7 separate regions of the Mus musculus genome follow, and all the other regions are linked to region 2. The links are chromatin contacts, called in public Hi-C, HiCAR-type and HiChIP or PLAC-seq maps. All regions are on one chromosome and are shown on one strand. The core of a region is the stretch at or near the end of the contact, and the rest is flanking DNA. Distances in the headings are between cores, read along the strand shown. Region 1 holds the start of Tmem214 (transmembrane protein 214). Region 2 holds the start of Selenoi (selenoprotein I). Region 3 holds the start of Khk (ketohexokinase). Region 4 holds the start of Ube3c (ubiquitin protein ligase E3C). Region 5 holds the start of Eif2b4 (eukaryotic translation initiation factor 2B, subunit 4 delta). Region 6 holds the start of Slc30a3 (solute carrier family 30 (zinc transporter), member 3). Region 7 holds the start of Agbl5 (ATP/GTP binding protein-like 5).

Region 1 (3,295 bases), core at 153-2,652, 640 kb before region 2:
CCAGCTTTTCTAATGTCTCCATCTTGTTCTTGGGATTTCCATCTTCCTGCTCACCTATGTTTCTGACAAATACCAACATTCTTTCTATTCTAAGTGCACGCATTCTTTCCTTCCACATCTCCATATTGTCTGGAACACCCCTGAGTGTCCCAAGTCCCCATTTTCTCAGTCCCCAAGCCTAGGCACACTTACCGCTTTCAGTGCGTCCTCCAGGCGTCGGAATGGGCCCTGTTTCTGGTTTTGGCTAGGAACAGCTGTCACCTTCTTTGGTTGCTTCTTGTTTATCGGTTTCTTAGACTCTGCAGCAGGGGGTGGAACTTGCTCTTTATTCTGCCGTTTCATGATTTTCTCAAAGCCACGCTCATAAAGAGTGCTTGTAGTCTGGATTGGTGCTGGAATGAAGACAGGTAGAAAACAGCAGGCCACCCTTAAGACCCCAGATCCCACTGTACAGTGGTCTCTTCTTTGTAGAGGCACCTAAGTCATTTAGAGGGAGATTCTGGCCCAAGCCCTCTCTTCCTTGGAAGCAGCTTAGAAAAACAGGAAAGAGCCCTCCGGGTGGCTGATTTCAACCACCACAGTCAGGTCCCAGGCCCTCCCAGTTCTTTATTAAACAATTAAAGTATATGGGAACTAGACCACACTTTTTCCAGCACGGCCTCCACCCCCAATTCTTCTTAGTTCTGAGATGACAACTCTATATACTCAACAAGTGGCAAAATTTTTCTCCCTCTCTGGAGATTGTGGGGACAGGTGACACTGAAATTAACTCCTGGTTGGAGAATATGTCGGGCTATTCATCCCAGTGCTGGCCTTCTCATCCACTCCTCTCACACCTGCTGGTTATATAAGAAGGGGCTCCATGTAGGATCCCAGATGCCTCTGCTCCGTGGCTCAGACACCTGGCCAGTGAGGGCCGGGGCAGCTGAGAGGGTTGTGTGCAAAGGCTTGGACAGATAGAGATCGGAATTCCAGTCTCCTCAGACTCGAAAATCGGCTTCTCTGGACCTCCGCTTCCGACCTATGCAGCGGAGATGACCACCTCTCCTCGTGCTGTCCCTGAGTCACCGTGGCCGGGCTCCCGAGGATCGGCTCCCGGCTCCCGCAGCTGTCCGCCGTGCCCCTGCCCCACAGGCCCAGGTGGGCGGCGGCGGATACTCACAGCTCAGGTCGTATTTCAACACTCCATTTGCCTCCCCGAGCGCCCGGCGGTCACTGCCACCGCCGCCGCCTCGCCCACCGCTGCTTGCTCCAGGTCGCCGGCCCCTCTTCACCACCTCCCAGCCACCGCTACCCGCTGATCTGGCCGCCATGACTTCAGCTCCACCACCTCCCGGCTTTCGGCCCCGGACAACCTCCGCGCGGTGCCACGTCTGCTGCCTCCGCCGCCGCAAGGCACCCTGGGATTCGTAGTCCGTTCGCGCCACGGCGCCGCGCCGAGCGCCTGGGGAGTGATGGCGGCGGCCAGGTTCCGCCCCTGGGGCGCAAAAATCCCTACCCTGCACCTGCGGGCGGGCTCGCCTCTGACCCGCATGGAAATGGGACTGTTCCCTTTTTTCTTATCTTTGCAATGCTCCTGAAGGATGGAATGAAAATAGTTCTCACCTCGGGAGAATTTGAGGAATAAATGTGTTCTTACTTCTTAGAAAGTAGTAGTCTGTTAGCAATTAAACTTCGTATTTGGCGGCCAACAAACTTAATTGCCGAGGAGTGGGACGATGCAGACTTGGGGGAGAAAAGTAGAGCGGCAGAAAGACTGAGAAAACTTAGTAGAGTAGCTCAATGGCAGGGCGAGAAAAGTCTGGGGCAGCCAGGCCATGATCCCTTTGGAGGCAGCCAGGAAAGGACAGGCTCTGGCTCATGCCATGTTCCAGATGTTCAGCCCTAGACTGAAAGAATCACACAGCAAGGTCCCGACCCTAGACGGCCTACAAAACTTGAATGATCCCAGCTAGGGAGCATGATGAATGATAAAACAGCAATGAAAATATCACATTTAAGGAAATATGTTGCTTAGTGTGCTTGTGTGGAACTCATGCTCCCGCACTGCTGTACACATTATCCCCCCCAAACCTCCTTGGTTACTTTTTTTTAGACAGGGTTTCTTTGTGTAGAGCTGGCTGTCCTGGTACTCTCCCTGTAACCAGGCTGGCCTTGAACTCAAGAGATCTGACTGCCTCTGCCTCCTGAGTGCTGGGATTAAAGACATAAACCATCACTGACAAGGAGTGGTCCACTTTTCTTACAGGGTAAATTATTCAGCTGAAGGATGCTTGAAGCCCTAGGAGAGGGAGGGAAGTGGTTTCTGAAACAGGTGGCAGTTGAGATGACTCCCAGGAAGGGAGAATTTTCATTGGTTGGGGATCATGGCTTGTGGAGAGACTGCTTCAATCGTATGGCTTTATTAATTTAGGCAAAGGTCTAGAGTGGTAGACTATATAACAAAACTGAAAGTAGTTCGACATGACTTCATACAATTGGAAAAGGATCATGACCGCCAAATCTGGAGTTTATTCTCTAGACTCTAGAAACTGGAGAGGGAAAAGGTGACATGACCCTTAAAAAACAGCACCCAGGCCTGTGTGAAGGATGGGTCACAGAGAAAGAAGGCAGGTGAGGGATGACCAACCCTTGCAGCCTTCTGGTGTCCTCCATCCCCTTTAGGCCCAGCCATAGCTGCCTGTCTTAGGGGTTCTGAGATGGAATGTATTTGGCAAGGAAGGTATCTGTGCTGATCAGCAGTCAGTTCCTTTTTCAGATGCTGTTTCCCTCTACTCAGACACCACATGGTCCTTTGTCCAATCCCTGCTGTCACAGGTATCATCACAGAAGAGGGCCTATGTTGGGAAGAGAAACAAAACTGGCTTCCCCACTATAGCTCCAGCTGATGGCCTCTTCTGTGCACATACCCACACACAAAGACTCACAGATACATAAATAAAATAATAAAAATTTTAAAAAAGTCTAAATCCTAACCAAAGTTTCTACCACCTTCACCAAGCCTTGCCACGCACGTGTGGTCTACTTCAGTGGTTCTCAACTTTCCTAATGCTGCAGCCCTTCAATACAGTTCTTATGTTGGAGTTACCCCCAACCATAAAATTACTTTCGTTGCTACTTCATAACTGTAATTTTGCTACTGTTATAAATTTTAATGTAAATTTCTGTATTTTCCAGTGGTCTTTGGTTACCCCTGTGAAAGGCTGAGAACCACTGGTCTAGACAATCCCAACAGGTTCACATCCACTTCAGCATTCTTGATCTTTGCTGGGTTTCCACGCCTTGGCTATTATGT
Region 2 (3,295 bases), core at 762-3,261:
ATAAAGCATGTACTCTCTGAAGACCACACAATGAGAAGGCAATGAGAAAGAAAGGATCTCTGTGTGCAATTTCACGTGCCAACAAAACTGACCACACAGATTTTTCTTTCCCTTTGGATGCCTCTGTTTCATTCTTTTAAAATGAATGTGGTATGGCATCCAGCAGAGAGCCTTCTACTAGAATTTAAGGTTATACATTTGTGATTGATTTTGGATCCCGCCTCCAAAAAAAGCCTCACTGTAACTAGAATAACATCAACATTTTAGTGACTGCTGGGACGATTGCAAAACTGACCTTTGTTTTCCAGAACGATAGGAAACCGGTTGTCAAACACAGGAGCTGAGTCAGATAAGGAAGGGACAGCCACAGAAAACCACACCGAGATGTCCGATAAAATAAGACTTTTATCTAGCTGGGACTATAAACCTAGAGAAGACGGTGAGGAAAACTAGGCTCACTGAATAAAGCTGCCACTTTATAAAAACTTGCTCTAAAAGTCAAGACTCATTTTCGAAGAAAATATTTTGGCTGCCAATCTTTGCAGTGCAGCACAGATAACCAAGAGGGTGATGCAAACACACACAGGAGGTATCTGGGTTAACAGCCTTCTGACCCAAGCCACTAAGAAAGCTCTGCAATTTCTTCCTTCCCAGTTACAGTTTTAAGGTAAGTCACCACCTTAATTCAGAATAGTATGGTCCAACACTGCTTCAAAGAAGAATATCCTAGGGCCTTCTAAAGCCCCTGGGTTTTTTTTTTTCTATTTCAGTTAAACAAAATGAAGATTTTTCCCCCCAAAATATTAATTCATTGCACAAATGTTTCCTGGATGACTACTACCCACAGGACTAGCCTCATCATTTGGACATTCTATTCGGCACACACTAATTTCATAAAGGAACAGATTGCCCTCAAGAAAGGCTTACCAAAGATGAAACACCAAACCTCATTATTTCACATTAAGACACCTGGATGGCCAGTAGTTCCCTGGGGGGACTACTAAATCTGTATTTTGCAACCCCAGAATGCTGGAACCACCAGCATTTCTTGGGGGTTCATGCCGTGCCAGACTCTTTTCAACCCTTTCCAATATACTAAGCACAAGAGAAACTCACACTTAGGCTAAAGAGCCTAAAAGAGAGGCTGAGTAGGGTTTCAACGACTCGTCCAAAGCCAAAAGAAGAAACTTGACTTTGGCATCGCGTTTCTATGTACTCCAAAGCCCGCGCGCTCTTTGCACTATACAGTTTCTTCTAGTGCACAACGTCTTAACCTGCAGTGCCAGCGCTACGAGCCTCAGTGAAAGCCCTTTTCCAGGGGTAGGGTGGAGTGCATCTGCATTAAGGCCTGAAAAAGTCACTTCCCTCCCTTAGCATCCGCTAAAAGACCATCCAGATCTCTGAAGTTGTAAGCACTGAGAGGCATGTGAGAAGCTCATTCAAACGACGACCAAAAGAAGGGAACAACACCCTCTCTGGGAAAGGCTGAAAACCCGCCGCAGTGACAATTAATAAGGAAAAGGAGAGAAAGGAATTTCTTCACCCCACTCTCTAAGGAAAAGGCAGTCTCCCGCGGGGTGCCAAGACCGGGCGGCCGGCCTAGGATGCTCCCAAGCTTCCCGACCGCGACCTCCCGCCCCCAGAATCCCCTTCAACAACGCCCGCCGGCGCGCCACGCGGCAGGCGCAAGGTGACACGGACCGCGCCGGCCCCTCGCCGGCCAGGGCGCGGCCCGGGCGCGGGGGAGATGGGCGACCGCCTGCTCGCCTTCTCTACCTTGTACTTGTCAAAGCCCGACAGCTGCTCTGGGCTCACGTATTCGTAGCCAGCCATGACGACCCGAAAACTGAACGCCCACTCCGCAGCGGCAGCGACACTGCGCGACAGGGCAATGAAACAGGAGCAGCACACGGCGTTGTGCAGAGCTAGGAAAGCCTGGGCTGGTAAAGAAGGTAGAGGCGCGCTCCGCCCACCGCGCACGCGTAGCGCACCCAGTGCGCAAGCGCAGCCCCGCGGCTCCCGCGGGTAGGGACACCGCCCCTTACACGGCCCGCCCCCAGCACCGCCTCAATCCAATCGGCACGGGATGGCCATCGCCAAGTCCCGCCCCTCCTACCGTCTTCGTCGCTTCATTTGCCAGAGTCAAAATAGGTGAACTGAAGTAAGAGGAGGAGTGAAAGGTCAACTTCCCAGCAGCCTTTGCTCTTGTCTCTGCTATAGGAACCCCGAGTGATTGTGTGGGATGCTCGCATAATCTTGTGGCCCGGGTGAGTGTGTACGGGGGCGTTCGAGGGGAAGGGCGGAGGCAGGTGTGTGCCACAGCGGGCTGTGAGCGCCTGGAGCTTCGGGATCCTGAAATGATGATGTCGGGCGAACGGGAAACATCGAGTAATCCAAAGGGACTTGAAAATCAGTCCCTTCTGATCCATGATGCTTGTGAACCTTGGACTGCCTCGTCAAATTCCACTGGTTCAGCCGGTGCGAATTCCAATTGCTTAAGTCTCCTCGATTCCCCCATAAAACCATTGATCTCTCAATCTCGACGGGGCCCTGTGTTTACAAGGAGTGATTTTACAACTAGGGCCCAGTGCATTGTAGAAAGAACACGTCACCAGTGGTTAATATGTGTCTAATAATAGGAAATGTTTAATAATTGCTACTTTTTATTGCGTGCCTTACGTGCAGAGAATTTTGCATACATCATCGCCAACCCATTAACTTTGAGATGAGAGGCATTTGCCCCATTTCCCTTAGCACACAGTCCGGAGTTGTGTATTCTCCAGTACCAGCAAGAAATTCAAATTACAATGCCTATCCAGAAGCACTTATTTGGTTGGAAATGGTTAGCCCAATTAGAAATATAGCCCTATTAGAAACAGATTATCAGTGAGTCTAATAGTTCCCTTGTTCCCTGGAATGAGGGCAATTAATTTGAAATCTCCACTTAAGTTCCTTGGAGTCATTCACTTAACAAATTGCTGTCAGGACCTAAGATATGCTAAGCACAGTTTCCGGCTTTTTTGAGACAGGATCCCATACCAGCTCCTAGCTAGCCTGGAACTCACTATTCAGCCCAGACTAACCTCAGATTCATGACAATATTATCAATATCAAGTGTGAGCCACCACACCCACCTCTAAAATGTACAGTTCTTAATGAGATGATGCATATAAAGTGTCCATTAAACCAACATAAAATCTTTGCTATGTAGTTTTTCTAGTCAATATAAATATGACAAAAAGAATCTTGTCATCAATTTTTTTTTAATATGAGCCTTGCACCATTCCATCTGAAA
Region 3 (3,246 bases), core at 81-2,580, 690 kb before region 2:
CCACAGAATGCCTTCACGGCACAGCAGCACATTGGAGTGGCCTTTATCAAGAGCAAAGATAAGAGCCATCAAAGGACACTTTAACTTCTACCAGACAATTGAGAATGTTCTGAGAACATCCACTAAGATGTTTACCCACCTTTGTAAAGACCCCTCTTGGCACTTAGCTCCAGGAGAAAGCCTGCTGTGGCTCAGGAGCCAAGTTTCTCCCTGTCTGACCCAGAGAGCCTCCAGCTTTGCTTACACTGCCGGCCAGTCCTTGAGCTAGGCAAGGCTCAAACGCCAGGGCCAGGCTTTTAAATGTGAGTAGTTTAACATCACATACCACTCACTGCTAGCGACCTGGTGTTTTATTTTAGCTGTAAGCGGTAAATTAGAAGTGCATAGGCTAGGAGTTGGGAGACCTGGGGGTTTGGGGTGAGGAAAATTTGTCTGGCACCTTATCAGGTGTGTGAGGGCTCAGGAGGGAAAAAAATCATTACAGCCCTCTCTGTAAACTGAGGATTTTGATGATCGGCAGATTGAAATGGTAAACAGCCAACAACACACTAGTGAAAGCCTGGGTTTTGATTCAGGCATACGTTTGCACTCTTGTTAATTCTGGAGGCTAAAGGAGTTTAGGCCAGCTTGGGCTACAAAGCAAGACTCCGAAAACAAAACAACACACCCCCTGGGTCTTGGTTTTAAAGGTCTCCAGTCTCATGTCTTCATTCTCACAGAGTACCCCTTAGGGACCCGGGACAGAGAACGCCAAGCTGAACTCAGGCCTCACCACATGGAGACAGAGGGCTATCCCTGGTTTAGCAGCCGATTAGCAGTGACACGCAAAAAGACAGGACCACAGCGGCCCTGGGATCTCCGAGGGGCTTGGGCGCCCCTACCTGCGATCCGTGTCTTCCTCTGGGTATTTGTCCACCACATTGATGATGTCCAGCACCACCAGCCCCACGCACAGGATCTGCTTCTCTTCCATGAGGCTGCTCCCCAAGCTTCCTACCCGCAAGCAGAGGGGGTTCCTGCTGGGCTCTGCCTCTTATCTACTGGAGGACCGTGTCCCAACTTCTCACTGGCTACCTTGGCTCCTCCTCTGCGTGCAGAACTCCTCCCGCAGGGAGCTTTCTGCTTTGCAAGGGTGGGTTACCTAGCCCGGCCAATGGCAGGCCCTCTCACTTTTCCGCCTCAGCTGTCAAAGCGAAAGCGCACTAGTAATGCATCGCCTTTCCGATCCCTCTGCGCCTGCTGCAGACCCTGGACCACCCGGACTAGCACAGTCTGGCAACAGAAACTTCGCCTTCGCAGGCGGAGCACAGAAGCAAGCGTTCTCTCCCTCGCCCCGCCAAGGTGGCCCACCCGGCCGAGGCCCCGCCCCCCCCCCCCGCGCCAGATTAACGGTGTCACGTGACGGGGAACGCTGCCAGCCTTCGCAGTGGTTCTGGCCTAGCGCCCCCTAGCGGCCGCTGTGGGGACCGGTGGCCGTGACCCTGAGTCCGCAGGTGCCCTTAGTAGGGAGCACACCCAAAGATCACCAGCCTAGGTTCCCTCCGTAGAACTCTGTTTCCTCCTGTCCTGTCCCTTAACTACCCCCAAACATGTACTAGAGCAGAATAGCTATGTTTTGTAGAAAAAAAAAAAGTGTCTTTATTCCTGAATAGTTTAGTACGGTGGTGTGGACTGGGGAGAGCCCTGGAGGGTAGGTTCCTCTTCCGCAGCTTGGGTCCCGGAGAGGGCTCTGGTGGGGACGGCAATGAGGCCAAAGGTCAAGAGGAGATGCCTCGGTCCCATAGACCACGCAGTCACAACGTACGGAGTGACCGATTTGGATGCCTGAACCGCAGCGGGACGTGGTCGCCAGACTTGCCCTTGCCTTGGTGGGTAGCCACCATCCAGGTGGCTCTGCGGCCCCTGTAGATAAGTTTGGTGGTCGGGTCCACCCTGTCTACACCTGTTCAAGCTCTGTGTCCTCGTAGAGCAGGGCTCCGCTGAAGATGGTGAGCGGCTCCTCGGAGTGTGCCAGCTGCCCCATGACCAGGTCGATGCAGACAGTGTCTCCGACCTGCAGTGGCAGAATGAGGCTGAAGACGCCCAGAGCGCCTGGGCTGGGCTGACTTTCGGCCACAGGCTTATTCTCCAGTCCCTCGGGTTCATAGCCTCCCGAGTCTATGCGGGCCACGCCCAGGTTGGAGCGTGACAATACTGCTTCCACTTTCTCATGCCGGTGCCCAGTAAGTACAGCGCTCAGCAAATAGCGTCCAGCCAGTGGTGCAGTGAATACACCTGGAGACAAGGATGACAGTCAGGAGGGGAGACGCTGGCTGGGACAAGGAAGGTCTCTCGGAGAGTGGGTACAGCACTCCTGGCTGTGGAGTGGCCCACCCGTCCTTTCCCTGCTATTCCACTAACTGTACACTGTAGGAATCCCCTGCTGCATCTCCAGCAGTTGCTGCAGAGTGTGTGCTGGAGTCTGTCCCAGTAAAGATCCGTGTGGTGTGGATGTCTCCTCCCCTCCCCCACTCTCTCTTTGCCTAACTGTGGTGTGAGTGCATGGAAAGAATAGAGGTCTTTGTAATTACAAGTGAAAAGCTGTACTTGTCTGCAGAGGTGTGAAGGAGGCATTAGTACTGCTCAGCTTCACCCGTTACCTCACTAGGCCACCCGTCGGCCTTTTAGTTACCTGTCTCTGGGTCATAGTAGCCTCCATCATTGAGCAAGACTCTGTCGAAGGGGACTGTGCCAGGTTCTGACCGTGGCAAACTCAGGGCAGCTGAAAATGCTACCCTAGGCACAGGGGCTGCTGGTGCTCCCTCCGCTCCTGAATAGAGATAGTGTTAGCATGGATGCTCATAAATAAACTCCAGTCCCCATCCCTGCTGCCCAGGCTGCCTGAGGACTATAGTCTTCCAGGCCCAAGCTCCTGGCCCCTTCCAGAGTCTAACGACTTACCCTGCTCCCCTTGAGGACCTGTTGGAAGAAAGGGACCACAGTGAATAGGACATCTCTCACCATGCCCTCACCCAACATCTGCTCTCTTGCACTGCTCTGGGTGTTAGGTGTGGAATGTGATGCCAAGAAAAGCGTAAGTGGGCTCCAGTCTGGGCAGATGCTAGACCACAGCCTCAGCCAGGAGCTCCTCATACGCTACATGAACTGCAATACGGCAGGGAGACCACAGTGCCCAGGAGCCAAATGACCACTTTCTTTTTCTTGTTTTCTTCATGTATACAAGTACACTGTAGCTGACTTCAGACA
Region 4 (3,455 bases), core at 791-3,290, 660 kb after region 2:
ATAAACAAACAAAAAAACCAGTCATTAGTACACCATAACTTTTCAAGGTTTAAATCTTATCTCCCCAACAAACTCCCCAATAAACTCATCAAGTCTTGGACTTTTCCAGCATATAGTTCTTAAAGATAATAAACATAAAAATATTCATTAACTTTGAAAAAGGAAAAGATCAATTTTCCACTAAGCTGAAGAAGGGAAAGATTTCAAATTATAATTTAAGACATGAATGAAGTATACTAGAATGGCCATTAATTCCAAAGACTCTTAATATCACTTACTGGCCAGGATCTGAGTCAGTGGTGCCCTCAGACTGCTGGCTGTAGGGTAGTGGGCACATCAACTCGGGAAGTAACGGGCAGTGTGCACCAGCAGAACACAGTGTAAGCAACATCCACCAAAGCACCCATGAAAACCAGGATGGGTTAATTATGGTTTTTTCAGGTCCTGAACTAACAGGGACACAGTGGGATGGAAGAATCTATCAAAGAAAGCACCTAGCTCAAGAAGCAAGGCACAGAGGCTGACCAAGCTTCATCTGACCTCGTTTGCACGAAGCTCAACGTTAAAAGTGACCTGTAGAAACTGGTCAGAAAAGCAGTTTGCTTGGTGAAGAACAATTATGGGTAGGATGGGACATTCGTTTTCAGGAGTGACCATTTACAAATGTGTGTCCAGATAAAAATCCTTTATAAAATGAAGCTGGAGCAAAGGCTCAGCAACACTGCTCTCAAACGTACAATAATTTGGGGGAAAAAAAAAGACAAAAAATTTTACATTAAAGGGCTAGGGAGATGGCTAAGCAGTTAAGGTCACTTATTGCTTTTACTGAGGGTCTGGGTTTTCTTCCTACTACCCACATGTCAACTCACAAGTGTCCTTAACTCCAGTTCCAGGAGATCGGAAGCCCTCTTCTGACCTCTGCGGGAACTAAGCAAGCCTGTGGTGCACATTACATACATGCAGGCAAACACTCATATGTATAAATTTTTAAAATAAAGCTTTAAAATTTCGCCTAATGGGAAAAAAAAATCCTTTTAACAACTCTAGGGATCCTGTCTGGATTCCGGGCTCGGCCTAGAGCATCACGGCCGATTGCCTTCATCCTTCAGACAGCCCCAAAAAGCCGACCAGTGTCAAAACCATCACCAAGCAAAGGTCCAAAAGCGACCGGGGCCTCAGGCCTCAGGCAGGCAAAACTCTGTATTGCTCCGAGTGGGGCAAGCTAAAGCGCGATGCAGATTACAAAGACCTTGTCCTACCTGCCCCCTCCCACTTCACAGGCACGAGGGACTCTTCCCTAAGCTGTTCTTGAGGGCAAGGCACTCACTCCAAGCTTTGTGAGGAGCGGGTATGTCAAGTTTATAGCTTGTAAAGAGTTCTTAAAGGGCGGAATGGGGGCGGGGGCACCTGCCTCGCCCTGCTGGACAGCTAACTGTGTAACGCCCCCAGCCAGACTGCCAGTGCACGTGCTTCCAGGTCAAAACTGCGGCCCTTGGGCAGGCGGCCGCGAGGTCGCAATGAATGACCCAGCCGCTCAGTCCGCGGCTCGACAGCGCTCCTCTGGAGCCTCCTCACAAACCTGTCAGGACTGCACCGCAGCCGCACCCGGCTGGAGCTCGCTCCACACCTTACAGCGGAGCAGCGCCGCCTGGGTGCTGTCAGACCCGGGTTCGGTTAACACCTCGGGCCGCACCGCCTCACCTTCCTGCTCGCGCCACCGAGAGACACTTTGGGCCTTGTCTTGAAGTCGCCTTCGAAGCTGAACATCTTCGCCGCTTATCCCATCTGCGCGGCCCGGCAGGCAGCGGAGCGGCCGGGGGCGGGCCCGGCGGGCTGGGCGGGGCCCGGCAGGGTCGCGGCCTCGCTGTCCCGCGCCGCCCCCCCCGAGGCTCAGCGCTCTCCGCCCTGCACGCGGGCGCGAGCGCGGCGACGCTGGAGGCCGGCCTGTCCCCGCTGCTTATTTATCCACAGCGCGCCACCGTCAAGCGAGGGACGCCCCGACTCGCGCCTGCACCGCGCTGCCGTAGGTACCAAGATGGTGACCGCCCGCACTGCGCGCGCGGTCCCGTGAACGTGCGCGGTCATCGACGGCGCGGCGCTCCTCCCGGCAGCCCCCGCGAGCGCGGGCACCGACGCCAGGGCCGCCATCGATAATACGGTGCTCCTCCCGGCAGCCCTTGGACTTGCCTGCGTGCGCGGCTCCGCGGGTGCAACATCCTTCCGCGCGTGCGTCATGCCACCAGACGATTTCCGCCGCCCGCCGCCCATTGACGCCGACCGGGTCGCGCGCACTGCTGGAGACCGGAAGCCCTGCATAAGAGGCCGCTTTCACCCTCCAGCTAGATGTGGGGGAACAGGTTACTAATGCAGAGACTCTACACCATGACAGACAGAGACGAATAATATATGTTATACGAACAAAGGTATTCGTGAACACACACCATACAAATACACAAATGCACACCAACAAATGAAAGTTATATTCATATATATATTCACATATTCATATATATATATATAAATGCATGCCAAATGTATAAATGCATCATAAATACATAATGCACAAATATACCCTATCATATATCTATACACTTATGCATGTTTAATATATGTATGTACATGTATAAAAACGTGCTATTACATATACATAAGCACAAACATAAATATACACAAAGTAATGTAAATGAATCGATGTCATATACAACATATATACATACACATATGTCATACAAACCAACATAAATATATATCATGTATGCATGCATATATACACATATACATATGCATAAAACAGTATGCATATACATAGAGTTTAACACAAATACATGCCATGGCATGCATAAAAAAAATATATATTATGCATATATGTCATGTACATGCACAGTATTATATAGTATATGCTCTGTGTACATACATATATGTTATGTATATTGTGTATACACAAGTATATATACAGATACATAAATATATCACATACACATGCATTACCATGTGCACATGATAGAAGACATCTTGTTTTGCTTTGTTTTTGTTTCTTCTTCAAAAGATTTATTTATATGTATGAATATTTGACCTGCATGTATATTACGTGTCTGTGAATTATGTGTGTGTGCTTGGTACAAGACAGTGCATTGGATCTCTTGGAACTGGAATTGCCATGTAGGATCTGGAACTGAAACCAGTTCTTCTGCAACAAGTGCTCTTAACTTATGAGCCATGTCTCCAGCACAGTTTAATTTTTTGTTTTTGAAATAAGGTCTCACTGTATAGCCCTAGCTGGCCTGGACCTCACAGTGATCCTCTATCCACTGCCTGTTAGTGTTAGGATTAAAGATCTGTACCACCATACAAGCCAGTCCTCTTTTTAATTAAAAAAATGTACATTTTAGTTTACTTAGTGTTTATGGGGTAGGGTGCATGCCATGATGTGCATGTGGAGGTCAGAGTACAACTTG
Region 5 (3,496 bases), core at 619-3,118, 960 kb before region 2:
TCTAACCATTAAGATGGGGCGTTTGACAGAGCCACCTGACTTCAATCTCTCCCCGTGCGCTCACAGCAGCCTAGAGTTTACCCGTGCACTCACCAGCTTGCATGTACTTCTCCAACTGCTCTCTCCTCTGCTCCACCTCTGCAGGGGTCAAAGAGAACAGCTTCTTTGGGGGGAATGCAGGAACCACGTTGGCCCCATACTCCTTCCGAAGCTATGGCGAGAAAGAGATACAATTCTTCACATAACACAGGAACTGAGTGGTGACAACTAAGACTCACCCAAGTCCTCCTGGGTTCTTCTAACAACTCTTTAAAAGACGTGTGACAAAAGATGACTTTGGCAGAGTCAGGACCCCCAAAGATCTTAGGTATAAATTCTTGTATGTGTTCATGTGAAGACATTATAGGGTGATTTTTCATGGGGTCCTGGGTCCAGGAGCCCTTTGATTTACATAGCAAGACTGCTCAGTAGAGAACATTTATAGGGAACACTTATGTGCACAGATAATAAAGTCATAGCATACTCAAGTGTGTTGAAGGGACTTTGCTGATCCAAGAATCTACTTTTTATCTGGAGAAACTGAGGCGGGAAGAAATTAACTTGCTCAGGACTGACATCTAGTAGAAACAGGGCTCTCTAGAGATTCACTATCTATACAGAGCTCACTATCTGGTGAGGGGGGAAACATTTGGACATCTTATACACTGATGGGACCAAGAACACACAAGGAAAGCAGCGAATGGTTTGTATTAATCCGGGGAATGAATTCCCAAGTTATAGTTTAGGTGCCAGAAGGAATGTGCTTTGACTAACAGGGTTCAGTTTTTCCATGCAGGGGCAAAGGATGAAAAAGGAGACAGCTCAGAGAAGGAAGGATGTGTGAGTATAGGGAAGTACAGGAACTGTGAGAGACAAGCCGCTCAGAGAGTTTCCGGAAATGTCACGCTAACAAAGTCCACCTTCCACTGTAGCAGTGATTATAGGGTGATGTAATGAAAGGGGATTAATGTCCGTGGGTATGGAAGGGCTTGAAGCTGCATCTAGACAGGGTTGTTAGTCCCACCTGCTCGTGCAGCCCCAGAAGCTGGCTGTAGCGCACCCGACAGTGCAGGACTCCATTCACGTGAATGTTATAGGCCTGAGGACACAAAAGCAGGCAAACATCTCAGGATCGACGTGCAAACCACCTCTTGCCCCAGAAACCTGTCCGGAAGTTGCCTGACATATCCGTCTGCGCAACGCTCCGAGACTTCCCGGGATTTAGCCTGTTTTTCCCCCAGGGCCGGGTTTCAAGCAGAAGGCCCAGTCCCGAGGACACTCGGGCGCTTGTGCGGCAGTATCCCTCCCGGAGATGACAATAGTGCCCACCGCCAGAGCAGTCGCGGCCTGGCCGGGGAAAGAAGAACCTATTGGAGCTTGGGGTGGCTTAAGTACGAAACTGAGACATGAGATGGCTTCCAGTGAGGTTCGAAGGCTGGAGGCCGCTCCGAGAGCTCCGGCCCGTTATCCCCGCCCTGGCCCAGCTTCTAGCACCTCCTCACCACGTAGGCGGAGCCGCCGCTGTCCCCACTGCGGGACTCCGTTTCAGGAATGGAAAAGTGCATGTTCCCTAAGGCAGAGCTCCGTACTACCAGGTTCGCAGCGCCTCTGCTCGCTTGCCTCTGCCACTCAGCGCGTCTCCGCAGCCCAGCTCGCCATTTTGGTGGGCCTGAACTCCGAGGTGGGAAGGCTGTAGGATGACGGCTCTGCGAGCAGCAACCTCGGCATGCTGGGAGCTGTAGTCGAGCGCCGGAGACGCTCCTAATTGGGAACCCAACATCCTTTGGTCCTCACCGCGACCCGTAGTCCTGGGCGGGACCCAGTGCACGCCGGAAGTTGTAGTCCGCTGGGGACTGACTCCGCGGGAGGCATCAGGGGAGCCAGCAGCCCAGGTGGCGCTGTAGTGTGAGTGACCTCGGCGGGAGGAGCCTAGGACCCACAGTCATGGCTGCGGTGGCGGTGGCTGTTCGCGAAGGTGAGTGAAGGGCTAGATGCACCAAGTGGTAGAAGAGCAGATGAACACTGGATCGCTGATGCGGGGTCCGGAGCGCCTTTGGGCCTTGCCGCCGGGTTTCTGCACGTCGCGGGACTCTGGTTTACAAGATCTAGGGCGCAGCAGGGTGCTGCTTGCCGGCTGTTCCCAGAAGGGTGACTGACCCTTTTCCTCCCACGCCTGTCCTTTGATCCTGCCGCGCAGTGCGTCCCCACGCGGATCCCAGAGCGCCTCGCGCCCGGCAGCCGAGCTGTGGTCATGCCAACCCAGCAGCCAGCTGCGCCGACGAGTCTCCCCAAGTCCTCCCGGAGCCTGTCTGGCTCACTCTGTGCCCTGTTTTCTGATGCAGAATCGAGATCCGAGATGAAGACTGAACTTTCTCCTCGGCCCGGGGTAAGTGAGGGAGAGACCTCCTAAGTCGCCTGTCAAGAGCTACACAGAAAGCTGTGTCACCTTCATTTGGCCCCATCTCCCATCCTTTTCAGTTCATCTCTTAGTAGAACTGGGAGATTTTACAGAGCTTAACGGTGTGTGACTATGACTGAAGAAGTTTCTCTCCTTACTTACGTAGACTTGTAACAGAAGTCAGAGAGTGTTAGGAACTTAACCTTGGGGGAATCTAGTAAGCATCTTGATAAACCTTTGGAATGGCCTGGGGTAGAGCAGTTCCCGTGTCTGTGTCTCAGGCAGCAGGGCGGGAGTTGACCCAAGAAGAGAAGCTTCAGCTTCGAAAAGAAAAGAAACAGCAGAAGAAGAAACGGAAGGAGGAAAAGGGGGCAGACCAAGAAATTGGCTCTGCTGTGTCTGCAGCTCAACGGCAAGGTGCGGGGACGCTTTAAACGGCCGGGGGTAGGATGCTGGATGAGGGATTTGCAAAGGGAGATAGAACAAAGTTGGTTTGAGCAAGTACAAAAGCGGTTACTTGGAAGGCAGAGCCTGATGGTGCTGGCTGGTGGTGGCTTACAGCACACCTTTAACCCCAGCACTAAGGCCAAAGCAAAGGCAGGTGGATCTCTGATGAATTCCAGCCTCAGTCAAAAAAGGAAAAAAAAAAAAACTTAGATAAGGTAAAAGGGAAACTAAGGCCAAAGCAAAGACAGGTGGATCTCTGATGAATTCCAGCCTCAGTCAAGAAAGGGAAAAAAAATAGATAAAAGGGAAACTTTGGTTGGGGCAAAGAGATCACCGTCCTAGAGCCCAGGCACCTCTTCCCTCTGTATTTCATAGACCCAATCAGAGAACTCCCAGGACCTGGTAGTCAGCTGGGAGGTACTGCTGGGGAGAAACTTCCAGCTGGCCGGAGTAAGGCAGAACTTCGCGCCGAAAGGAGAGCCAAGCAGGAGGCAGAGCGGGCCCTGAAACAGGCAAGAAAAGGGGAACAAGGAGGCGTCCCTCCTCAGGCCTGCCCCAGCACTGCTGGAGAAACCACCTCAGGTATCTCTCTCCTCTTCATTCTCACACTCC
Region 6 (3,528 bases), core at 172-2,671, 860 kb before region 2:
AACAGCCTGCCCGTTTTAAGCCTCACCTCCTCCGCGAAGCTCTCCCGCCTTAACCCCATCATTTCCAGACACTGTGTGTGGCGCGCTCGCGGTGTCTTTGACTTTCTCATTTGTGTTTTGTTTGGTTTGCCTTTTGGAAATGCACACACAATCTCCTTGTTTGGAACGACCATGCTGAGGGCAGGTATTCAATCCCAGGGCCTTAAATTCAGAAAGCTCGGTGTGTTCCAAAGGATGCGGTTGGTGGTTTTTTTGCCTGGACTCACTACCCCCACCCCCCAAAGCGCTCTTTCCGTCCTTGCTCTCTCCCCTCCTCCCACGGCCCCTCCTCTTCACAGACTGTCACAGCTGAAAGTGTACAATCCAATTCTCCTCCCCTTTCATCCTACAGTGGCGGCAGGTGCGAGGAGTAGAGAGCACTGAGCATTTAAAGTTTCGACTTCAGCCTTGGCCACCGACGGCTTGTAAGTGAGTCCTTTCTCTGGGCCGTTGTCTTTCCCCAAACGAGCACCGCGTTACAGTTAAGTAGGTAAGGAAGGAGTTACCTGCTGACAAATCGAACAAGCAGCGTCCCTCGATAAACAGTGATCGTGGACCCTCGAGAGGTGACAGAGCACCTCCCGCCGCCCAAACCTCCTTATGAGAAGGTTAGGTAACCCAGGCGCTTCAACTGCTAGCCCGGCGCTAATCGGACCCAGGTGGGGGAAAGGATGGGACATTTGCTCCAGGTCACGTGGCATTGTATGCTTCTGGGACTTAGCTTACTCGTCTGGAAAGTAAGGATAATATATGGGTTGAAGGACATCAGGAAGGTTTTTGTTACCCAAAGTCCCTGAAACACGCACACACACACACACACACACACACACACACACACACACACACACACACGCACGCACGCACACACATGATAATTAGCGGTACAGTGCTTGGCAGCAGATTTTGCTCATGCATTCCTATTCCAGAGCCTCCGCAGTGGGATTGCTGGCTGGAGTCCTTAGAGTTGTTTGGGAATGTATCACTGCTCACCCCAGATTCTCTCTGTTTTTCTCCAGATCGATTTGGCACCTGTTTCTACCTCCGCGTGGGGGCCAGAGCCACAGAATGATTGGGCGGTGGGGCAACGTCACTAAACCAGCATGCATAGGGCAGTGTACCTTCAAAAAGTTTGATGTCAGAGGGGTTCCTAGGTGTGAAGAGCCAGTCTGGGAACTGGTGGGGGGGGACTTGGGGAGAGGGCGCTGTGCCGGTTCACCACCACTATAACCTCCACCCCACCCCATCTCACAATTTGGCGCGGGGGAAATGGACTTTGGATTTGGGGGCGGGTCCTGGAGGCGGGTCTTAGGCGTGGGAGATAGAGACTGGGGAGCCTGGAGGCGGGGTTTGGGGAGCTCGCCCCGCTTGGGGCGGGGCTCCCGGGGCCGCGGGCTCTGCAGTTCGGACTCCGAGCGCCACAGTCGCCGCAGTTCCCTCCACACTGGTGGCCCAGCGGGGAGTCCGAGTGGTCCTTGGACCGCTCGGATTTGGCGCAAGGCCTGCCCCGCCTCTCCCCCTCTGTGCGGCCTAGACGGTCTGGGCAGCGGGGACATGGAGCCTTCTCTGGCCACCGGAGGCTCGGAGACCACCCGCCTAGTGAGTGCCCGAGACCGCAGCAGCGCTGGCGGCGGCCTGCGATTGAAGAGGTAGGACAGACCTGGGCTGGCCCTCAGCCCGGGGGGCGCCAGACTGATGCCATCGGTCCATTTCGTTGTCTCCCTTGGCGCGGGTCCGGCCCGCCTCCCCAGCTCCCCGCGGCCCCCCAACTTCGCGACGCAGATCTGCCGGCCGCAGACAGCCCCACTCCCCGCCTCTGCCGCGATACCCCATGTTCTCCTGGCCGGGCAAAGCAAGTCCCCTGCCGCGGCACCCTCAGCCTCCTAACCCCTGCGCCGCCTCCGCCGCTCCGTCGGACCGAGCGGGCCAGGTGCGGCGATGTCCGCATTGCTCCGTGCGCCTCGCCTCCGGGCATTGGAATCCCAGCTTTAGGCCCCGGACCCTTCTCTCCGCACCCCGGTTTCAGGGCGCCCCATCCAGCAGCGGCCAGTTGTGGGCCCCGGCCCTGGGGATCCGCCCGGGCTCAGCGGGCAGCCGCAAGGAGCGAGGGGGCGGCGAGGAAGGAGCAGGTGCGGGATGGGCGGCGGGGGGTATTCCCGGCTCCGCACAGACGGGGCCGGGGGCGGCGAGGTGTGAGATGAGGCGCGGAGCGGCCGGGACAGCGGGCCGGGGGCGGCAGCAGAACCTCCCCCGCACCCCGCGGGCCTCCCGCCGCTCGCCGCCCGCCGCTCGTCGCTGGCTCCGTCTGCCCTGCCATCTCCGGGTGGCCACCGCGACAGGCCCTCCCTGGCCACCTCCTCTGGCCATTTTGTCTTGAAGGAGACTGTCTGTTTGTCTCTGAGATTTGACAGGGTCTCAGGCTTTTTTTCCCCTCCCTTCTGTTCTTCCATTCTTTCTATTCTCCCTCCCCAGTCTTCTCCTTTTGTCTCTGATGTGGTCTTCTGTGTCACCGATTATTTCCTTGGGAGGGGGCCTTAAACCTGAGTGGGTGGGGAATGGGGGAGCAGAGAAGGGCTGCAGGCGACTATAGTTGTGGGCAGCTTGTGGGGCTCCAGCTGTGTCCCAGGCATCTATTCCCATAGCCTTTGACTTGGCATCAACCTCTCTTACTCGCCCAAGGGATACCCCAGGCCTCACTGTTTCCCCCACGCTAGATATCGTTTTCTTGTTTGTCGGGGAATTTCAGAAAGCTAGGGAAAGAAACGGCCGCTAGCCCTGGACAAAACATAGTCACACCTCCACACCCCAGCAGAGAGGCCCTTTAGTGCCCACTTGATGCCGAACAAAAGGAGGCAGCCTGTTGATGGGCGGCTACATTGATGGCTTGCTGTGTTTCACCTTACAAGCCCAAGGAAGGTGACTTACCACAGCCCCCAGACTGCCCAGCATGCCTCCTGACACTGCATCCTGATCTCCTGGGCCATTTCCACCTTCATATGACCATTAGTCACCAAACCCTGCAGGGTTTTCAGAGGCTCGGCCTGTTTACCTGACCCTCCTATGATAGTGCCTGGCAGAGCGTCTAGACACTTCTATGTCCTCTTTCTCCCAATCCACCATCAAGGTCATTTCAACGTGAAGATATTTGCTCTGCCAATGAGGGGTTCTGTTCTTTCCATCCTTTGAGCCCTTTGCTTCAGCCCTTCACCCAGTACCCTGCTTAAACGCCAAGCTGCAAACCTTGACATCACAATCCCACCTGTCAGGAGTGGCTTCTAGGGCTTCTGTCTTCCTTGGATGCCCTCCCTGTTCATCCCCATTATATTAGGTTCCTCCCTCCCCTGTGCCCTACAGTAATTTGTTCAGACCCCCAGCCCCACCCCACCCCAGCTTCTCCCTGGTAGAAGTCGTGTTATACAGTTATGTCCCACTAGACTGGGCTCCTTGTTTGCATAGTAGGTGGCATAACTCATGGAACAGAGATGGGCTCTG
Region 7 (3,509 bases), core at 406-2,905, 660 kb before region 2:
AAAGAGAGACCAGCTGTTGGCTGTGGGAGGGCCAGGGAGAGGATGTGGGGAAAGCTGAATCAAATCAAGTCCAAACAGCAAAGGGCTATCTGGTAAGGAGGGAAGGGGGGAGGGTTTACAAGAGATACTGTGCTGGTGCTCAAAGTCAATGCCTGACTATAGGATGCATCCAAGCACTCGGCCTTCCCACCCCCTGCAGTCCTCATACCTGTTGCCATTTTCATATTCCGTTTCAGCACAGTCAGGCCGGGTCCACACGTTGAACTCGTAGTCAGGGGAAGCAGCAGACCCACTAGCGGGGGCTGTTGCCACCCCTCCTACGCCTTCCCCATCACTAGACACAGTCTCCACCTTTTCCACATGGGCTAGGTTCCCTGAATCAAAGCGAGAACTGAACAGCAATCCCCCACAGCGCAGCTCCATGGTGGGGCTGGGAAAGCATCCTCTTGCCCCACACAGGCCCTGAGAGCTGGGGGGAAAAAAAATCAAAGTTGGGATAGGGAGGAAGGGCAGAAAATGAAACAATGTGTTTGGTATGTCTGGATAAATGAGAAATGTCTTTTCTACTCTATGAAGCAAAACGCTCTTATTCATAGAAAACCTGGAAGTAGCCTTTCAGTAAGATCAAGAGAAAGCACAACTCTGTCCCTGGACACCCAAGGAGTATGAGCGACCTAAAAACACCCTATTTTACTACATCACCACCGTTCCCCAATCGAATGCTCACTAGCTTCCTTAGTTGAGTTGGAAAACGCTAGATTCTCAAGCTTTTTAACAACCTAAGAGGCAGAGACTCGAGGTCGGGTGGTTGCCACTGACTCTATGAGGGAGAGGCCATATTAAAATTTCCTATATTGGCTTTGTACTGGACAGCCCGGAGCAAGAAGAACCAAGTTTCTAAGTGTAAATGGTAGCTTCCTTTCTTTACCTCTTTTGTCTTCACAAGCACCGACTGTAATTATACTCGTTTCTCGGAGACCTTGAAGAGCGTTGCTACCACCCCCTTCCTCTACTACGCCTATTATGAAAACGTAGCCTATGCCCGGCCAAAGCCACTTGCTCACCTGCCCTGAACCTCAGTTCCAATTAGGGTCTGTTTCCATCCTCCCGCCCTGTAGACACGAGCCCGTGCAAAAGCTACCCTCGAAGGTGTGGGTAACGGGCGTCCTAAGCACCCCTAGGAAGGCTGGGCCAGTAGAGTCCCGCTTGGAAGCAGCAGGCAGCTCCTCGATTCGCGAGGACCCTCGCGCTGCCTGGCTTGTCCAGGGCAGGGTGGGGTTTGGAAGCGTGGGAGGGGTCGAGACAGGTACACTGGCGGACAGGAAGGCGGGTCCTAGGGGTCAGAGGTGAGGCCACAGGAGCAGAGGGAGTCAACCAAAGGCGGGGTCGGCGGGCCGGCCGCGGCAGGCCGGGGGGCGGGGTGGCATTCGACGGGGGCTCCGGCAGAGCGGGCTGAGAAGGGGGCGGGGCCTGCCGGCGGGGCCGCAGTCCACGCGAAGCCCCTCACCTCTCTCCGGGCCGCTGCTCCCGCTCCCTCTCCCGCTAGCGAGGCGGCACCTCGGGCCCCGGCACCCGGGCCCTCCACCCGGGACCCACACAAAACCAGAGAGCCGCGGTGCCGGGACCCCACTCTGCCAGGAAACAAGAAGTCTCTTGCCTATTGGCCGCAGCTGCAGCTGGCTACCCGCCCAGTAAAGCGCACTGCCATTGGTCGCCACGCAGGGTTCCGTGCACGTTGGCAGGTACCTGTGAGGGGGCCGTTTGGGGGCTTCCGCGGGCCACCGCCGTGTGCGGCTCACTAGGCGTCTTCTCTGTAGGCGGTTAACGGCCCGCCTCCCCGAGGCGGGAAAGACAGAGCAGTGAGCAGGAAACAGGAAAAGACTTACCTGTGAATAAGAAAATAGCATGTGAAGCCGATCTTTGTTTACCGTGCTCCTAGCTCTACTGTGTAACGAAACGTGGACACAACAGATCATGAGCCTGATGGTGTGTAAAAGGAAGTGGAGGATGCGGGCATCGATCCCGCTACCTCTCGCATGCTAAGCGAGCGCTCTACCATTTGAGCTAATCCCCCAGCTGTAGTGCTGTACCTTCCTGTAACCTTTACAAGGTTTCCTGAGACTCAGTTTTCTAATGTAGTTCACAATATAAAGTAGGATGGAGCCCTCAGCAAGATTTTGAAACAGAGCCATGTAATACATACATAAGCAATAAGGACTTTTCTTGAAGTACATGTCACTATAGCTTTAACACCTAATATGCGAACAAGGTACGTTGTACTTCGACTACTTAACTGCTATATGTACTCAAGGGGTTTTCAACGTAGCCAGGAAAATACACTGCCTATCCTCAAGTAAGCGTTTCCCCCACGGAGCAATTGACCTAGGGTGTAGGTAAACTAAAAGTAGTGCACGAAGTCCTTCGAGCCGGAATCGAACCAGCGACCTAAGGATTACCATATTGTACTGACTACAGTCCTCCGCTCTACCAACTGAGCTATCGAAGGCCCCGCTGCGTCGGGCTGCTGCAGTTTTCCCTCTAATGCTTACCAAGATTTTTTTTTTTTCCCTAATGTGTTTCTGCGTAAACTAAAGGATCCCGGGCCAGAAGAAAGGCGGGCTTGCAGGCTCGCACCCTGCGGCAGGAGCTCGCCGTGAGCCGGATTGAGGCTAAAGCTGGGGCGGCCTTCCTCTCGCTAAGCAGACATTAGTTTCGGTGTTTGGGACTACGAATGCTGCTTCTGCTCCAGGTTTCCTTTGGTTTTCGGCGTGATGAAAGTATATAAAGCATGTTGTTCTGATGATGCGAAAGACATTCGCTCCGTCAGCTGAAGTGTCGGGGTCCATTCACCGAGACCCAGGCCAGAAGGGAAGACCGAGCCACGGGAGCGAGGGACCCCTATGCCCTGGACGCTGGGATGCAGCGGCGGCCCGGACTCCTACTCTCCGAGCCCACTGGCTGGGTGCAGTCCCAGGTCCTGCCCTAGTCGCTTATAACCTCGCTTTTATGGTCGAGGTCTGGGAAAGGTTTCCGCCCCACCTGGGCTTCACTGCCAACCAAGTGTCTTCTCTGCCGTGATGGGTTGACCCCTTATCTGGCTCACGTATTTGTTGCTCTTCCTCACAGGGCCAGCCCTCTATTGGCTCACAGAAAGCTCACCCATTTTTTTAAACAAAGGAACAAACTCAACGCCCAGGTCCTCTGTGCAGTCTGCTCTGACTGGCGGAGTGGTTGGGTCCAGGAACCCTCCCCCAGTCGCAGTTCTGAAACACCCAGCTAGGTAGAGAGGTGGTTTGAAATCTTACTTAGATTTCATTCTGATGGGGGGGGCGGGGGGGAGCGTGTTGCTACCGTGACCAAAACTCATCTGCCTATAGTTCTCAAGGCATGCCCTTAGCATTTGAAGCAGTTCATATTTCTCTCTTTCTCCTCCTCTCCTTCTTTTCCTCATTACAACCCCCTACCCCACTATCTGTCTCTCCCTTGTTTTATTTTTGTGAAGCCTTTAA

Evidence for each region. Hi-C and Micro-C count contacts between places; a contact is called where the count stands out from the background. HiCAR-type assays count read pairs that join an accessible place to other places. HiChIP or PLAC-seq counts read pairs in DNA pulled down with a chosen protein or histone mark.
Region 1: a contact with region 2 is called in a HiCAR-type map of astrocytes, with 2.1 times the contacts expected there. The contact joins the promoter of Tmem214 here to the promoter of Selenoi in region 2.
Region 3: a contact with region 2 is called in an H3K4me3 HiChIP or PLAC-seq map of forebrain, with 4 times the contacts expected there. The contact joins the promoter of Khk here to the promoter of Selenoi in region 2. A contact is called at or near these places in 2 of 115 datasets of contacts at active chromatin or transcription factors (forebrain and large pre-B cells).
Region 4: a contact with region 2 is called in a Hi-C map of muscle stem cells, with 5 times the contacts expected there. The contact joins the promoter of Ube3c here to the promoter of Selenoi in region 2. A contact is called at or near these places in 1 of 39 promoter capture datasets (pre-B cells) and 1 of 484 Hi-C or Micro-C datasets (muscle stem cells).
Region 5: a contact with region 2 is called in a FOXA1 HiChIP or PLAC-seq map of pancreatic cancer cells. The contact joins the promoter of Eif2b4 here to the promoter of Selenoi in region 2. A contact is called at or near these places in 1 of 39 promoter capture datasets (pre-B cells), 1 of 484 Hi-C or Micro-C datasets (muscle stem cells) and 2 of 115 datasets of contacts at active chromatin or transcription factors (microglia and pancreatic cancer cells).
Region 6: an H3K4me3 HiChIP or PLAC-seq map of neural tube shows a contact between it and region 2, with 4 times the contacts expected there. The contact joins the promoter of Slc30a3 here to the promoter of Selenoi in region 2. A contact is called at or near these places in 1 of 39 promoter capture datasets (pre-B cells) and 3 of 115 datasets of contacts at active chromatin or transcription factors (embryonic forebrain, large pre-B cells and neural tube).
Region 7: a contact with region 2 is called in an H3K4me3 HiChIP or PLAC-seq map of forebrain, with 3 times the contacts expected there. The contact joins the promoter of Agbl5 here to the promoter of Selenoi in region 2. A contact is called at or near these places in 1 of 39 promoter capture datasets (cranial neural crest) and 2 of 115 datasets of contacts at active chromatin or transcription factors (forebrain and memory CD8 T cells).

The regions. Positions count from the first base shown.
Region 1 is chr5:30,867,686-30,870,980 of GRCm38.p6, reverse strand. Tmem214 (transmembrane protein 214) reads right to left here and starts at 1,402. Exons shown (of 17, transcript NM_144525.4): 1 at 1,163-1,402; 2 at 193-392. The coding sequence starts at 1,313.
Region 2 is chr5:30,231,297-30,234,591 of GRCm38.p6, reverse strand. It overlaps Selenoi (selenoprotein I), which reads right to left and starts at 2,011. Exons shown (of 10, transcript NM_027652.3): 1 at 1,777-2,011. The coding sequence starts at 1,833.
Region 3 is chr5:30,919,643-30,922,888 of GRCm38.p6, reverse strand. It overlaps Khk (ketohexokinase), which reads right to left and starts at 1,330. Exons shown (of 9, transcript NM_001310524.1): 1 at 882-1,330. The coding sequence starts at 973. Emilin1 (elastin microfibril interfacer 1) reads right to left here. Exons shown (of 8, transcript NM_133918.2): 6 at 2,941-2,958; 7 at 2,672-2,809; 8 at 1,614-2,274. The coding sequence ends at 1,937.
Region 4 is chr5:29,567,827-29,571,281 of GRCm38.p6, reverse strand. It overlaps Ube3c (ubiquitin protein ligase E3C), which reads right to left and starts at 2,040. Exons shown (of 23, transcript NM_133907.3): 1 at 1,702-2,040. The coding sequence starts at 1,767.
Region 5 is chr5:31,191,511-31,195,006 of GRCm38.p6, reverse strand. It overlaps Eif2b4 (eukaryotic translation initiation factor 2B, subunit 4 delta), which reads left to right and starts at 1,868. Exons shown (of 13, transcript NM_010122.2): 1 at 1,868-2,014; 2 at 2,382-2,425; 3 at 2,719-2,854; 4 at 3,260-3,466. The coding sequence starts at 1,984. It overlaps Snx17 (sorting nexin 17), which reads right to left and starts at 1,703. Exons shown (of 15, transcript NM_153680.2): 1 at 1,542-1,703; 2 at 1,064-1,138; 3 at 94-211. The coding sequence starts at 1,604.
Region 6 is chr5:31,091,420-31,094,947 of GRCm38.p6, reverse strand. Slc30a3 (solute carrier family 30 (zinc transporter), member 3) reads left to right here and starts at 1,421. Exons shown (of 8, transcript NM_011773.3): 1 at 1,421-1,685. The coding sequence starts at 1,591.
Region 7 is chr5:30,887,080-30,890,588 of GRCm38.p6, reverse strand. It overlaps Agbl5 (ATP/GTP binding protein-like 5), which reads right to left and starts at 1,655. Exons shown (of 16, transcript NM_001374737.1): 1 at 1,065-1,655; 2 at 209-469. The coding sequence starts at 423. Gm35795 (a long non-coding RNA gene) reads left to right here and starts at 1,634. Exons shown (of 2, transcript XR_376844.2): 1 at 1,634-1,742; 2 at 2,595-3,509. It overlaps n-TYgta9 (a tRNA gene), which reads right to left and starts at 2,506; the gene lies at 2,418-2,506. It overlaps n-TAagc15 (a tRNA gene), which reads right to left and starts at 2,074; the gene lies at 2,002-2,074.